Regions from separate parts of the Sus scrofa genome. Here region 2 is linked to region 1. A link is a contact called in public Hi-C data. All regions are on one chromosome and are shown on one strand. The core of a region is the stretch at or near the end of the contact, and the rest is flanking DNA. Distances in the headings are between cores, read along the strand shown.

Evidence for each region. Hi-C and Micro-C count contacts between places; a contact is called where the count stands out from the background.
Region 2: a contact with region 1 is called in a Hi-C map of liver, with 5 times the contacts expected there. The contact joins the promoter of CITED4 here to the promoter of CTPS1 in region 1. A contact is called at or near these places in 4 of 47 Hi-C or Micro-C datasets (epiblast stem cells, liver, skeletal muscle and 1 more).

The regions. Positions count from the first base shown.
Region 1 is chr6:170,229,376-170,236,393 of Sscrofa11.1, reverse strand. It overlaps CTPS1 (CTP synthase 1), which reads left to right and starts at 3,289. Exons shown (of 19, transcript XM_005656199.3): 1 at 3,289-3,461; 2 at 6,849-7,018. The coding sequence starts at 6,862.
Region 2 is chr6:170,320,153-170,327,170 of Sscrofa11.1, reverse strand. It overlaps CITED4 (cbp/p300-interacting transactivator 4), which reads right to left and starts at 2,384. Exons shown (of 3, transcript XM_003128106.4): 1 at 1,908-2,384; 2 at 1,785-1,905; 3 at 1,031-1,782. The coding sequence starts at 2,111. The coding sequence ends at 1,547.

The DNA of each region.
Region 1 (7,018 bases), core at 2,040-4,539:
GGCCTTTTGTTCCTTTGCGCAGCACAGACTTGGAGCCCTCTCGCTGAGAAGGGCCCCAAGCTTGGCGATAAGGAGAGAAGTTCAGGCTGGAAATATAAATTTGTGAGTTGTCAGCACACAGATGGCATTGACAGTCTAGTCTCTCAAGTCTGGTATTTAAAGCCTGAATGAGATCCTCTAGAGTGAGGACACATGCAGAAAGCCTTGGGGCCTACGGCGCTTACGGTCAGGAAGCAGAGAGGTTCTAGGAAGAGGCCTAGAAGGAGATGCCTGTGAAACAGGAGGAGAACGGAGACGGCGGTTTCCCAGAAACCAGGGAAAGAACACGTTTCTGAGGAAGAGGTGACCTGCTGTGGCAATCATTGGTAGGGAAGGGGTGAGCTCAGGGGCAGGATCCGGTGGCAGGACGGTGGTACCCAGAAGACCACAGGGCAGCCCAAACACACACACACACACACACACACACACACACACAGGGGCAGGATCCGGCGGCAGGACAGACCACACACACACGTTCACATCGTGCCTACAGAGCCACCCTGGTGTCTCGACCTGGGACTTGTGAGGCTAGGCTGGTATATAAAGAAGGGGTCGGGAAGGTAGATGTTAATTTTTGACAAAAGTCGTTTCAGTGGAAGTACGAGAGAAAGAGCCTGACAGCATGAGCCACTGGAAGCCACTGGAGACAGTGAATTCAAACCGCACTTTCGAGGAGCTGCGCTGCAATGGAGAAATGGAGGGGAAGCCAGAGCATCACGAGAGACAAGGGAGAGGTTTTTTTTGTTTTGTTTCTGCCTTTTTTTTTTTAGGGCCGCTCCTGCAGCATCTGGAAGTTCCCAGGCTAAGGGTCCAATCGGAGCTGCAGCTGTGGGCCTACACCCTGGCTCGCAGCAACGGCAGATCCTTAACCCACTGTGCGGTTCCAGGGACTGAACCCATGTCCTCGTGGATACTGAGTCGGGTTCATGACTGCTGAGCCACAACAGGAGCTCCTAAATTTTCTTTTCTTTTTATTTTTTTTCTTTTGATGGCTGCACCTGTGCCATATGGAAGTTTCTGGCCAGGGGTCAAATGAGAGCTGCTGCTGCAGTCTATGTCACCGCCACGACAATACTGGATCTGAGCCGCCTCTGTGACCTGCACTGTAGCTTGTGGCAACGCCAGATCTTTAACCCACTGAGCCAGGCCAGGGATCAAACCCCTCCCCTCACAGGTTGGTCCTTAACCTGCTGAGCCGCAACAGGAACTCCTGGAGGGTTTTTGTTTTAGGGTGGGAGAAAGTGCCTCCTGCCAGTGGAAATGACCTAGGAGAGAGGGGAAACTGATGATGCAGGATATGGCACCTGAAGCAACAAGGCGAGGCCGACCTCTAGGTGCAAAGGCAGCTTGTCCACGGCACAGGAGACAAGGCAGAGCTTGTCTTGGGCACAGATGGAAGCAGACTGATGGATAGGGTGGTAGGAGCTCAAGGAAGTGCTTTCTCTTTTTTTTTTTTGCTGCACATGGAAGTTCCTGGGCCAGGGAGCAAACCTGCACCATAGCAGTAACCAGAGCCACGGCAATGACACGGCAATGCTGTGTCCTTAACCACTAGGCCATGCCACCAGTGACCTTCTCAAGGAAGGTCTCTTGATGGCTTCTCTTTGCTCAGTGAAACAGCAAGCAGGACGGTCAACTGAGAGAAAGCAGAAGCTTGCGGAGGAGAGCAGAGGGTATAGTGGGCATTCAGGAGAGTGGCCGGATATGTGTCTCTTTTTGTACCGTCTACAGCACTGCTGTTACTTTGGCAAGTATGTTCTCAGGGTCTATCACGTCCCAGGCACTTGGATAAACACCAAATGCTTCTTGAAAGCCGTGTGGCTGTGAAACATCCCAAGCATGTTTTGGAGTTGGAGCCGAGTGCAGCTTGGCAGAGCAGGAGCAGTGGTGACTCAGACATGGAAGAAGCCAGAAGACTCTTCGGGGCCGTTGCAGAAGCCTCCTAACTGGTTTGCTGGAATGCATTTGCTTGAGTCATTTTCCTGAATACAAATCACATCACACACGTCTTTTCTTCAAATCCTTCAACAAAGGTGTACAAGAACTTGAGACAAACTGCTTCCAAGGAAGAAAACGGGTATTTATTCTCTTTCAAATTCTTTTCCCATGTAGGTTATTACTGAAAATAACAGAATCACTTTGCTGTACCCCTGAGACTAACACAACACTGTAAATCAACAATACTCAAATATAACATAAGGGAATATCAATATTTAAGTAAAATTTATTTTATTTATTTTTTGGTTTTTAGGGCCGCACCCACGGCATGTGCAAGTTCCCAGGCTGGGGGTCCAATCAGAGCTACAGCTGCTGGCCTACACCACAGCCATGGCAACGCTGGATCCTTAACTGAGTGAGGCCAGGGATCAAACCCAGATCCTCATGGATACTAGCTGGATTCGCTTCCGCTGAGCCACGACGGGAACTCCAAAAAGTAAGTAAAATTTAAAAAGAAAGACAGAAAGCAGAACACTGGGATACACAGATGGGAGACTTACTTTTCAAGATACTGTTGTAAAGTGTTTGGAGAAAAAAAAAATAAGCATGGGCCTGTATTCAGTATGCAAAACCAAACCTCCCCTCTAAGTTTCTAAGGCTCTCCACTGCCCTCAGGGGAAAGAAAATCCTCAGTTTAAAATGCTGGGCGTGGTAGGGCCGCTGCCCTCTCCAGCCTGATCTTCTCTTAAGCTCTTCCCCAGCTCAACTGGGAGGCTCTTCTGGGCCTCAGGGCCTTCAGACCGGCTTTTGTTTCTGCCTCACTTGCTCTTCCTCCCTTCAGCTGCGGAAGGAGTCTGCGCCCAGCCCTCCTCTGGGCCTTTCCAGTTACAGAGGCGGGGGCGGGGGCGGGGTGACATGGCCAGCGCCCCTCGGTTCAGAGCGGGCCGCGTAGAGATGGGCTGGGTCTCGCCGCCTTGCTCAAGGTCGGACGGTTCCGGGCTAAGGCGTGATGGATCTCGCCGCCTCCAGAAGGCTGCTGGGGAGTGGGGGCTGGAGCCAGGTGATGGATGTGCCGGGGGGGGGGGGGGTCAAAACAGCCTCCCCCTCAAAAGAGGAAGGCCGCACCACTGGTCGTGAGAAAGGCAGACGCACCATAACCGGCCTAGTCTCGAACCTCCTGCCTCTGCTGGGCGTCTGCAGAGACCACTGGACAATCTCCAGCCGCAGGCCCCGCGCACGGGAAAGCGCACTCGCCCCGCGCCTGCGCACCAGGGACCGTGAGCCCGGCTCGCCCAGGCCCCGCCCCAGGGAGGGCCCGCGCCCTGCCCCGCCTCCCATCTCTGCGTGCGCACCGCCTAGAGCCCGCCTCCGTGAAAGACTGCCCGGCGCATGCGGCCGGGTTGGTGCATTGGCTGCCGGGGGCTCAGCGCCAGCGCGGCCCGCTCAGCGCCTTAGCCGACGGCCCGGGTTAAGGCCGGCCGCAGGTAGGCTGACTCCGGGGAGCCCGGGGAGCTGTTCTCCCGTGCCGGTACCCGCGGCGGGAGCCGAGCTGGGAGCAGGACGGCCCCAGCGCCGGTGACAGACGTCGCTCCCACCAATCAGGGGTGAGGTGGCCCGCCGGCCTGCCCAATGGGCTGCGTGCCTAGCGGGAGTGGGGCGGGCGGCCAGGCCGGCTAGGAGCCGGCTCCCGCGCGCGGGGCCGCGTGGCCGGGCTCCGCCAGGGAGACCGGCCGCAGGGGGCGTGGGGCGGCGGGAAGGGCCGCTGGGACCGGTAGCGCCCATGTCAGCGCGGCCTGGCTTGCCTGATCAGAGGGCCGGGGGTGGCTCGTGAGACGGAGAGGGCCGGAGAGGCGCAGGAGCCCCTACTGCCCAGCCCTCCCCGAGCACGCCGGCGGCTGCAGCTCCTTGCAACTGCTCCGGCCCTCGCCCCTCCGGCCTCAGGGCACGGCCCTAGCCTCGCTGGAAGGGGATCAAGGTCCGAGACGGGCCCGCTGCGGTGGGGGATGGGCTCGGCGGCCTGGCTGCGGCCCCCTCCGGCGCGCCCGGGCTGCCGCGGGCGGAAGGGGCCTCGGAGCCCGACGGCCTCCTTGTGCTGGGAAGGCTCGGCTTCGGCCCCCCCACCCCGCTGGCCCCCTTACCCACTGGCCGCCCAGGATGAGGATGCGGCATTTTAAGAAGTTCACTACGTGTGCGTGGCGCACTTACGTCCGCACTCATTGTAATTTTGAATCCTCAGCAGTCCTGTGACCCAGGCGATGCGGAGAGTCTCACTGCCATTTAACAGCTGTAAGGACTGGGGCATCAGACGCCTCCCGTGGTTTTGACAGGTTTCATCCACAAGTGGTGGAGCTGGAATTCGATCTCAGCGTTTAACGTCTTTGCTGGTGTTTCATTGCTGAGTTCCTCTGCAGCATCTTGATTTGTGTCCCTTCTGTACTTGAAAACCTTCCCATCGCTCATCACCTTCAGGTGAAAGTTCAGATGAGGCTTCAGGTTGCCTTGTGATTTGGTCCTTGCCTGAATTTCCAGTTTATCCCCCCGTTTCCCCCGCCCCTCCTCACGCTCTGTCTCTTTTCTGGGCGCTGCCCTCGTGTTCTGTAGATAGCCGTCGCCTTCCTGTCCCTCTGTCCCCTTTCTCTTCAAGGCCATTGCCGTCTCAGGTGAACACAGCAGGAGGAGCCTGGATCCTCTCCTCCCTTCCCGACTTGTACTTCCTCTGATGGGCCGTGGTAGGTGACCCTGGTCTTGCTGCTGAAAGTTCTCTCCTCACCATTTAAGCCCTCTGCGGCCTGGGGTTACTGGGTCACTTGTGTATTTCTAAATGTTCTGTCTCTAACTGGATGGCAACTTAAACCATAGGCTCTAGGGAGTTCCCTTGGTGGCTCAGTGGTTAAGGAACCCGACTAGTATCCTTGAGGATGTGGGTTTGATCCCTGGCCTCGCTCAGTGGGTTAGGGCTCTGGCGTGTCCATGAGCTGTGGTGTAGGTCACAGACGTGGCTTGGATCCCGTGTGGCTGTGGCTGTGGTGGAGGCCGGCAGCTGTAGCTCCTAGCAGACCCCTAGCCTGGGAACCTCCATATGCCACGCATACGACCCTGGAAAGACAAAAGACACACCAAAAACCCAAAAACAAGTCGGCCCAAATCTGAGTAATTTTTGTAGCCCCCGAGGGGCCTGGCACAATGCCACTTACCTACATAGGGGGGACCAAGTCCCGTCACTCCCCTCCCCCCATCATGTTGAAATATTTATTGCCAGGCGCTGTGGGGGACCGCAAGCGCCCCCCAAAGAGAGGCCGTCATCCTCAGAGTAAAATCAGGGCAAATCAAATGCAAATGGTTGAGACGCGTCTTCTCGGGAAGTAACCTGCTCTATCACCCAGTCAAGATGGCGGAGGACTTTCTAGAAACTTCCAGAATCCAGTCAGTGAGACCAGGGTGTCGACTCAGGGATATGCCTGGTTAGAACCTCTCTAAGATGTGGCCCAGTTCACAGTCACGTGTCAGTAGGGAACGTTCGGCCGTGAGGTGACAGGACAGCGTGTCTCCCACATGTTAGGGACTTGGGTCAGACCCGTTTGGGGAAACTGCAGATGAAGCATCCCTTTGGGAGGTCACTGCGCACATCAGCTCATGAAAGGCCCTGAGAGCGCTTGCAGCAAAGAAACCAGGTGGCTACCGAACCAGCATTTTCTCTGTTTATCTGCCCATAAGGCCCTTTTGGGGGCTCCTGTGTGCGTTTCTCGGAAACCGGGGGGCGAGCTCTTAGAAGTGCCGCCGCGGAGGACAGAAGAGGCAGGACGTGGTCGGGGGTCTTCCTTGCCGTCGGAAGGGGAGGACGTTGACCTCATCTCCTTGCCAAGTGTCCTTCCTGCCCTGGGGGGGGGGGGGCGCTGCAGACAGCACTGCCCGCTTTCCTCGTTCCTGTCGCAGCCTATTCTTACTCTACTTTGGCTTCAGGGGAGGAAGAGGTCCCAGCCCTGCCAAAGCAAGCGTTCTCGCACTCTCTTCTGCTTGGGCTTGTGTTCCTCATCTTGGTCGCATTCGGGTTTACGGGGCCCGCGAAGCCGGGGCCAGGGATACAGGCTGCCCGGGGAGCCGTCGCCTCTGCTGCTGTTGCGCGGCCATCGACCCCTTTCTCTCCCCCCCAGTCTCTGTCGTGCGCTCCCTGCGCCACTGGCCTGCTCTTAGGACTTAACCCAATCTCCCCTCTGAGTCCTCCGACCATGGCGTGCTTGGGACTGGTTATTCTTCATGTCCCTTTCCTCCAGGCCACGGGCTGTCTGCGTGGCACACCTGGACGAGGTTGCTGGCAAGCAGCAAGTTATTAAAGGACCGAGGAGAGCTACCTTTAACGAAAAGATCCTTGGTTTTCACTGCAACCCCTTTTAAATGTTGAAGTCCTTTCCTTTGATTCTGTCTTCCATAAACGACAGGAGCTGTATTTTCTTGGCGATACGTTACAGTTTAGCCAAAGATGTTACCTGTTTTATGAGCAATCCGAGTGCTTATCTAAGATCGAAATCTTTTTCCCGCGTAGGGAAAAGGACGCACCCGCCTGGTGTTGCAGAGTTTGGCGGCAATGAGGCCATGGTGTTCTGGCCACAGAGCTGTGTTTTTCTTTGTTTGTTATTTTTTAAATTAGATTGACCCTCAAAATTGTTAGCTGTCAAAGCTTTAAACAAAAGCTTCATTATTTAATTAACGTTATTTCTCAGCTCAGATTTGACCAAAGCCATTGAGTGATCCACCTTCCCAAGTTGCATGACGGAACCCGAGCCTCCTGGCTCGGTAAGTGGCAGCGCCGGCCTTTGAATCCAGATCGGTTGGATTTGCTGAGATACGTCTTATCTGGAATTTCCCTCTCCCAGGTCAGCAGGTGCAATGAAGTACATTCTGGTTACTGGCGGTGTGATATCTGGCATCGGGAAAGGGATCATCGCCAGCAGCGTGGGCACGATCCTCAAGTCCTGCGGTTTACACGTGACCTCCATTAAAATTGACCCCTACATCAACATCGATGCGGGAACATTCTCTCCCT
Region 2 (7,018 bases), core at 1,135-3,634, 92 kb before region 1:
AAGCACTTAGGGATCTTTCCAGAGAGAGGCAACAGCAGAGGGTGGGCAGGAGCATACGCTGCTGCTCCGGACTGAGGCCAGACTCTGCCAGGTCTGGACCAGAGTCCAGATGCCTCACCTGCAGAACGAGGACCGTGCCTACTTCTCAGTCCCCGGAAAACCAAGAGACCTTTGTTGTCCCTGTGAGAGGCCCCATGCTTTACCGCCCAGGCCCCGGCCTGGCAGCCTCCCTGCCTTGAGCCGGCTCTCTGCTTGCACACCTTCTTTTCCAAGTCCTACCGAGACTCATCCTTGAAGGCCCTGCTCACCCGATCAAATGTCCCCACCTCCCCAAGCCTGAACTGGCCGGACCCCCAGCCAGCTGAAGATGCTTCCTCTTCTGGGTTTGCCCGCTAGGCATCCTGCCTGTTTTCTAGTCCGCATCCCTCTCTTCCTTGTCCCAAGACGAGTGGGTTTCCAGGCCTGTCGTCCCCTCCTCCCACCTGGACTGTGACTCCTCGAGGGATGACTATTACTGTGAAATCACCACCACTATTATTTACGGAGGCCCCGCGTGCCTGGCACTGCGCTAAACGCCGCCCATGGCATGCGACCCTCACGGCCACCTAAGACGCGGATCCACTGTCCCTCCGAGGAAATGGCCTCAGAAACCTGAATGGATGGCGCCCAGAACAAGGGGGAGAGCCCGGGTTCAAAGCCAGGGCTGTCCAAGCCTTCGGGTATACCCAGCTCCCGGCCGGCCTGCCTGCAGAGCCAACAGGGAGGGCCGCACCCCCAAGCTCCCTCCACCCCTCCCAGGAGCCCCCGCCTTCACCCTTGGGTTACGGGGTGGCGGCAGCCTCTGCCTTCCAGATTATGACAGGACGATTGCACCACGCACAGGCATTTTCAAAAGCAACCGTCAGTTTCCTCTCCTGGCCACTGCCGGGGGATGTGGCCTCCACCCCACCCAGGGTCTCCAACAGCCTCAGGACTCTAGGAGCCAAATATAGCCTAGGGCTGGAGTGATAAGGAAATGAACACGCCAGACTGGAAAGTGACCCAGTTTTATTTGGTGTTGGAGGCCACTTGCAGGGGTGAGGGCTGCACAACCTGCCCCTCCCCAGAGCGGGAGGCCCAACGAACGACCTCAGGACCCAGGCCGCCAGGGCGGGGCCAGGCGGGTGGGCGGCTCCCGGGACCCAGTGAACACCGTGGGCTGCGCGAGGAGAGGGGGAATCAGGCAGAGGCCTGGAATGGCTCAGATTGGGGAGCTGGGTTGGAGGATCCGAGAGGAGAGCATACAGAATCCAAGAGCTGGGAGGCTGCAAGGGGCGTCCAGACCCCTTCGCTTTAGCCCTGTGGCTCCGGGTCAGAGAGATGAACCCAAACTGTCATCCTGCAGCAAGCAGGGCCTGCAGTGAGGCCCGGCGTCCCGGCCCGGCGTCGGCTCGGTGCGCGAACCGCTGCCTCACCCTCACGGAAGGTGCGTGCCGGGGCCCCGGCGCTGGGTGCCGAGTCCGGCGGGGCCGGCCCCCTTCTCTCGGCCACGCCGGGCAGGCGTCGCTTAGCAGCTCACCGAGCCAGCGGGCGGCGCCGAACCCAAGTCCGAGAAGCAGTCGAACTCGCTCTGGCCCAGGAAGAGCTCGGGCAGCTCGCGCACGCGGTGCAGCCCGAGCTCCAGCTCCAGCGACGTCAGCGCCTCCTCGTCGATGAGTTCGGCGTCCATGCAGCCCAGAGCGTGCGCGGGTGGCGGCGGTGGCGGAGCTGGGGCTCCGGGCGCCGGCTGTGGGCCCGGGGGCCTCCCGGGGCGCCGGGGGGCGCGGTCGCGCGACTTGGGTACAGCGTCGCCACGGGCTGCAGGTGCGCGCCGCTGGCGGCCGGCGGCGGCGGCACAGCCGGAAAGGACTGGAAGGTTGGCGGCGGCGGCCCAAGGCCCCGTACGTCAGAGCCCCGGGTGGGGGCGGCGGCGGCGGGCCCAGCGGAGTCCCCCGCGGCCGCAACCCGCTGTCCAGGCCGGGGCCCGAGTACGGCTGCAGCGTCCGGAGCACGTGAGGGCCTTGGGCCGGCGCGGGAGGCGGTGGCCTGGGCACCAGGCGGTAGCCCTCGGCGAGCAGCAGGTGGTCTGCCATGACGGCCGGCCGGCTGCTGGCGGCTGCGGACCAGGGGTCAGCGCGGGCGTCCCCCGGCCCGGACCAGCGGTTCCTCTGCGCCGAGGGATCCGGGCGCCGTGCCCTCTCTGCACCCTAGCTGGGCAAAGGAAATCCGAACCCGACCTGTGCTTCTGCGCAGCCCAGGACGCACGAACTCAGAGCTCCCGTGCGCCCCAGCTCAAGGCGAGAACGACCCTGCTCAGCCACCAGGTCCGGCAGCGAGAGCTCAGCGACGCGCCCGCGACCTCCGCGCAGCCTTATACCCAGAGGCGGGGTGCCCCGCCCCCGAGCGCTCATTGGCTGGGTGAGACGATGGGCGGGCCCGCCGCGCCGCGCCTCCTGGAGGTCTCGGCCGGGTTCCTGTCCCAGCTCCGCCCTTTGGACCTTAGGCCCGCCCCCTGGGGCTTTGAGGTCTGTCCCGAAGCCTGGTGTTTGGCACTTTGCAAAAGGCTTGGTCTGGCTGCCCTAGGCTCAGTCTCAGGGCTAGATGGGGCCAAACTTGAACAGACCAGAAGATGGAGTGCGAGGGGTAGAGGAGTTACTAGGCCCCCTGAACTGCAGGATCACAAGCCCAACCTCTCAACCCTCTCAATTTTCCAGATGAAGAAAGCTGGAGAGGCAGAAGGCGTTTCCTGGGAATACAAAGTAAAGCCTGGACAGAAGGGAGACTCGAACCCAGGCCTTTTGATTGCCGCCTCTACACAGGGCAAGGACACCTTTGCGGCGCAGAGTTCCCCGGACAGTCGGCTGCCCGACTCCATAATCCCAGGAGTCCCAGTTACCCTCCCTCGGCTCCTGCGCCCTTGTCTGTGAAAGCACGTACTGAGTCGTTATTAAAGTAATTTATGGGCATGCCTGCTGAAGGACTTGTTCATCCTTGTGTCCTCAGCCCTTGGCCCAGAGCCTATAGCTCAGGGCAGGTTTTCAGTAAAAGTTGGGTGAATCAACAGACGATCAAATGAATTGCACCTCATTCCCCTGCACTCGTTTCTTCATCCGTAAAATGGGGCAACGACAGTACCAAACTCACTGGGTTGCTGTGAGAGTTAAAGGAGGTGGTGTGTGCACGGTGCCCAGCACAGTGCCTGGCGTGCAGTAGGTGCTCAAAAATGTTCCTCAAATGAATGAAAAGCTGGATTTAGTTCTGTCCCTAGGGACCTTCTGAGTGGGGGATGTTGCCCTTCCCGTGATAGCAATAGTTAGAAGGTGGATGTTTAGAATGCTATACATTCTACGCACACCTTACTGGGGGCAGTGCATGGATTATCAATCCCATTGTGCAGATCAGAAGACCGAGGCACGGAAACTGACTGTCCTAGGGTCATACGCAGCCAGAGTTAGCCGTGTCCTTAGAGCAGCTGGAGTCTCTCCTGGTGGCCAAGAGACAACCTTCTGGAACCTTGCCCTTCTCCTGTTTGCCACTCCGCCCCTCCCTTCTCTGGCTCCCCGCTGCTGGTAGCGTCCTTGGGATTTCCTGGAACTTGGGTTTATCCAGCTGGTGCAGACAGGAGAACCGTAGCATGAGAAGCCAGAGGCTCAAGTTCTAATCGTGTCTCTACCACCCGCAGCAGTATGACCGTTGGGTGTTGGGGGGCAGGGTGTCACTTTTTTCCCCAGGGCCTCAGCTTTCTACTCAGTAAAAGGGAGATTGTAGTCACCTGAGAGCTTGTGAGAAGGTCACAAGTGACCATGGATGCAGTCACATTTTTGGCAAAGTGTAAAAGCTACACACATGGGAATTGACTCCCCCGGAGTCTGTCTTTAATAAAAGTGTCAAATGGAAATTCCTAAACATGGCTGCACCTCAGACTCAGCAAGGGGAGGGTGGTGGTACAGAGGAAGAGGAGGCTTTGAAAAATCCTGAATCTCTGGCTCCATCCAGCCTCCTGACTCAGATTCTGGGAGGGTATTTGGAATCATAAATTTGTATGGTCTGAAGATTTGGGAGCCGTTGTGCCACTAGAAGATTTTCCTTTTTTTTTTTTTTTTAAGTGTGTGTGTGTGTGAGAAATGTTTTAAAAGGTCTTTAATTTAGTCCATAAATATTTGTTTGGGCGCCTATTCTATGCCAGGTATTGATCTGCTAGTGGTTTTTAAGCTTTGGGGATCCACTGAGTCTTGAGAAGCTAATGAAAGTTACTGACTGAAAAATTAATAAAGGGATGTCGCTAAAATGGAATCAGGAGGCCAGAAGGAGGAGTTGCTCGTGAAGGTACCACTTAGGGCATGAATACGGATCCCAGCAGGAAGACACACCACCGACTTGCATCTCCAGCAGGAAGTGATAGGACTTTAGAGCAGCAGAAGAAAGATTTTTCTCCTGGCTTGGCAATAGCTCAGCCAATGAGGTGGTCACAGGTCAGCCAATGAAAAGTCACTGTCATTCGAGGTCCCAGTTTCTGCCAATGGACTTTTTGTTTCTAAGGAGCCCTCCCCACTCCCCTTCTCCTCTCTAAAGGGTTTCCTCTCCTTTGCTTCACCTGCCCTTGCATGGGGTTGGCCACAGTCAGATGTCCCAAATGGCAGTTCTTTGCTGCTCCTGAATAAACCTGTTTTGCTGGTTAAAAGACAGCCTGGTTTATAGTTTTAGGTTACACTGCAAACCTCAGGATCACACGCTATTGCGTAGAAATTTGACGAGTTAGCAAATCCCTGGAGGATCCACGGGGTTCTCAGGGATTCATGGGGTCTGGGTGGAACCCCTCTTCTTAGGTCCCTGGGGACATACGGTTGAGACTAAACTACATAAAAGCATGATCCGCTTGTTAGAAAGTGGTAGGGACTATGGAAAAAAAGGGAAAATAGGGTAGGGAGGCGATTGGGGTGCAGGGGCAGCTTGCAGTATTGCACAGAGGGGTCGGGGGCCTCACTGAGACCATAAGGTTTGAGAAAAGACTTAAAGGAGGGGAGGGCAGTGGCCAAGCGGCGTCTGGGGCAAACTGGTCCTAGCGGCGGGACAACTGGAGTGCAGTACTGCTGAAACTGTGGTACCAGGCCCCACCCCAGACCCAATCAGAAACTGGGCTGGGGCTCAGTTTTTTTTTTTTTTTTTTGGCTTTTCAGGGCTGCACCTGAGGCTTATGGACGTTTCCAGGCTAGGGGTCGAATCCGAGTTACAGCTGCTGGCCTACTCCACAGCCACAGCAACCCCAGATCTGAGCTGTGTCCAAGACCTGTACCACGGCTTGCGGCAACGTCAGGTCCTTAACCTACTTACTGATCAAGGTCAGGGATGGAGCCCGCATCCTCATGGATACTAGTCAGGCTCTTAACCTGCAGAGCCACAACAGGAACTCCCTCATCCACGTTTTAATCAGCCCTGCAGGTGCTCCTGGGCTCCAGAGTTAGGGTAAAGCCTGAGGCAGGTGTGAACCGCAGACAGGAGGGAGTGTGGCTGGGGCAGAGGCAGCTTGTGCCGGAGGAGGGTCAGGAGGAAAGATCATGCGGGGCCTCGCAAGGCCGTGCGAGGTCCTGCAGGGCGTTGGCAGAGGCATGACGTCATCTGAGGCCGTAAAAGCATTGCCGTGGGTGACCCTCGTTGTTCCAGCCTTTCCGTGAACTGCTGCCTCGCTCTGCCTTGGACTGCCCAGCACGTTCATTGCTCAGGATTCCTGCTCTTCCCTCTGCCTGGAATGCTCTTCCTTGAGACAGCCACGTGATTCACTCTTTCACTTGATTCTGATCTCCTAAGAGTCAGCCCCTTGGTGAGACCGTCCCCAGCCACCTTCTGTCCCCCTCTCTTTCCCCACCTTGCTCTGCTTTTCCTCTCAGCACCCCCACTCAGCATTATTTCAAAGAATGTCTCGGAGTTCCCATTGTGGTGCAGCAGAAGCGAATCTGACTCGTATCCATGAGGATGCCAGTTCGATCCCTGGCCTTCTCAGTGGGTTAAGGATCTGGCATGGCCGGGAGCTGTGGTGCAAGTGGTAGACGAGGCTCGGATCCTGCGATGCTGTGGCTGTGGTGTAGGCCGGCAGCTGTAGCTCCAGTTGGACCCTGAGTCTGGGAACTTCCGTGTGCCACAGGTGCGGCCCTAATAACCAAAAAAGATTGTCTCCCCGCCAGCAGGTCAGCTCACTGAGAACACAGGCCTTGACTCTCTTGTTCTGCAGAGAATGGCGCTTGGCACCTAGGAAGCACTTGAGTGTTTGTTGAGTGAATACATTAGGCAGAGCTAAAGGCAGTACCTTTTTTGACAAAGTAGGAAACTGAAGCCCAGAAAATAACCCAGGAAGTTACCTGCGGTCACAAGGCGTGTGGCGGAGCCAGGGCTGGAAGGGACGTTTGTAGTCCCTGGAGCAGAACTGTCCCCACTGATCCAAGCTGCTTTCACCCCAAGCCGTGTCTCCATGAGCCCATGGTGGGGAGCAGGGGGTGAAGCCCTTGAGTCCAGCTGGCATGAGTTGACAGGGCCACAGCAAGCCTTGACCCAGGTGGGCACTGCTCAGAGGTCACCAGCAAAGGGAACTGGTGGCCCCCAGGGACCACCTTGTGCCCCCAAGTGAAGACGAAGTTCTTCCCTCCGCCCCTGTGTCCAGTCCCTCTTCCTGGGGACTTGCAGCAAAATCCTCTCCCAAAGACCCTAGGTTCTGGTTGGCAAGACTTTTGGGGTCTGGGCCCCATTTCTAGGACTCAAGGCAAAGCGAGGCTCAGACCAGGCTCAGCAAAAGCCTGAGATTGGGGGGCTCAGGAGTGGTACTTGGGGAAGACCTTGTGCTAGAACCTCTGAGCCGGCTCCTCAATCCCTGGCTGAGCAGTGCCCCCTCAGCCCCAGCTGCTGGGCAGATTTGGCACCCAAACCTGGAGGCTGCTCTGTGATCTGAGTTCCAGGCTCTGACCTGCAGGCGAAGTCCGTCTCTTCTGTAGCTTTTCCTCTAGGCCGCAAG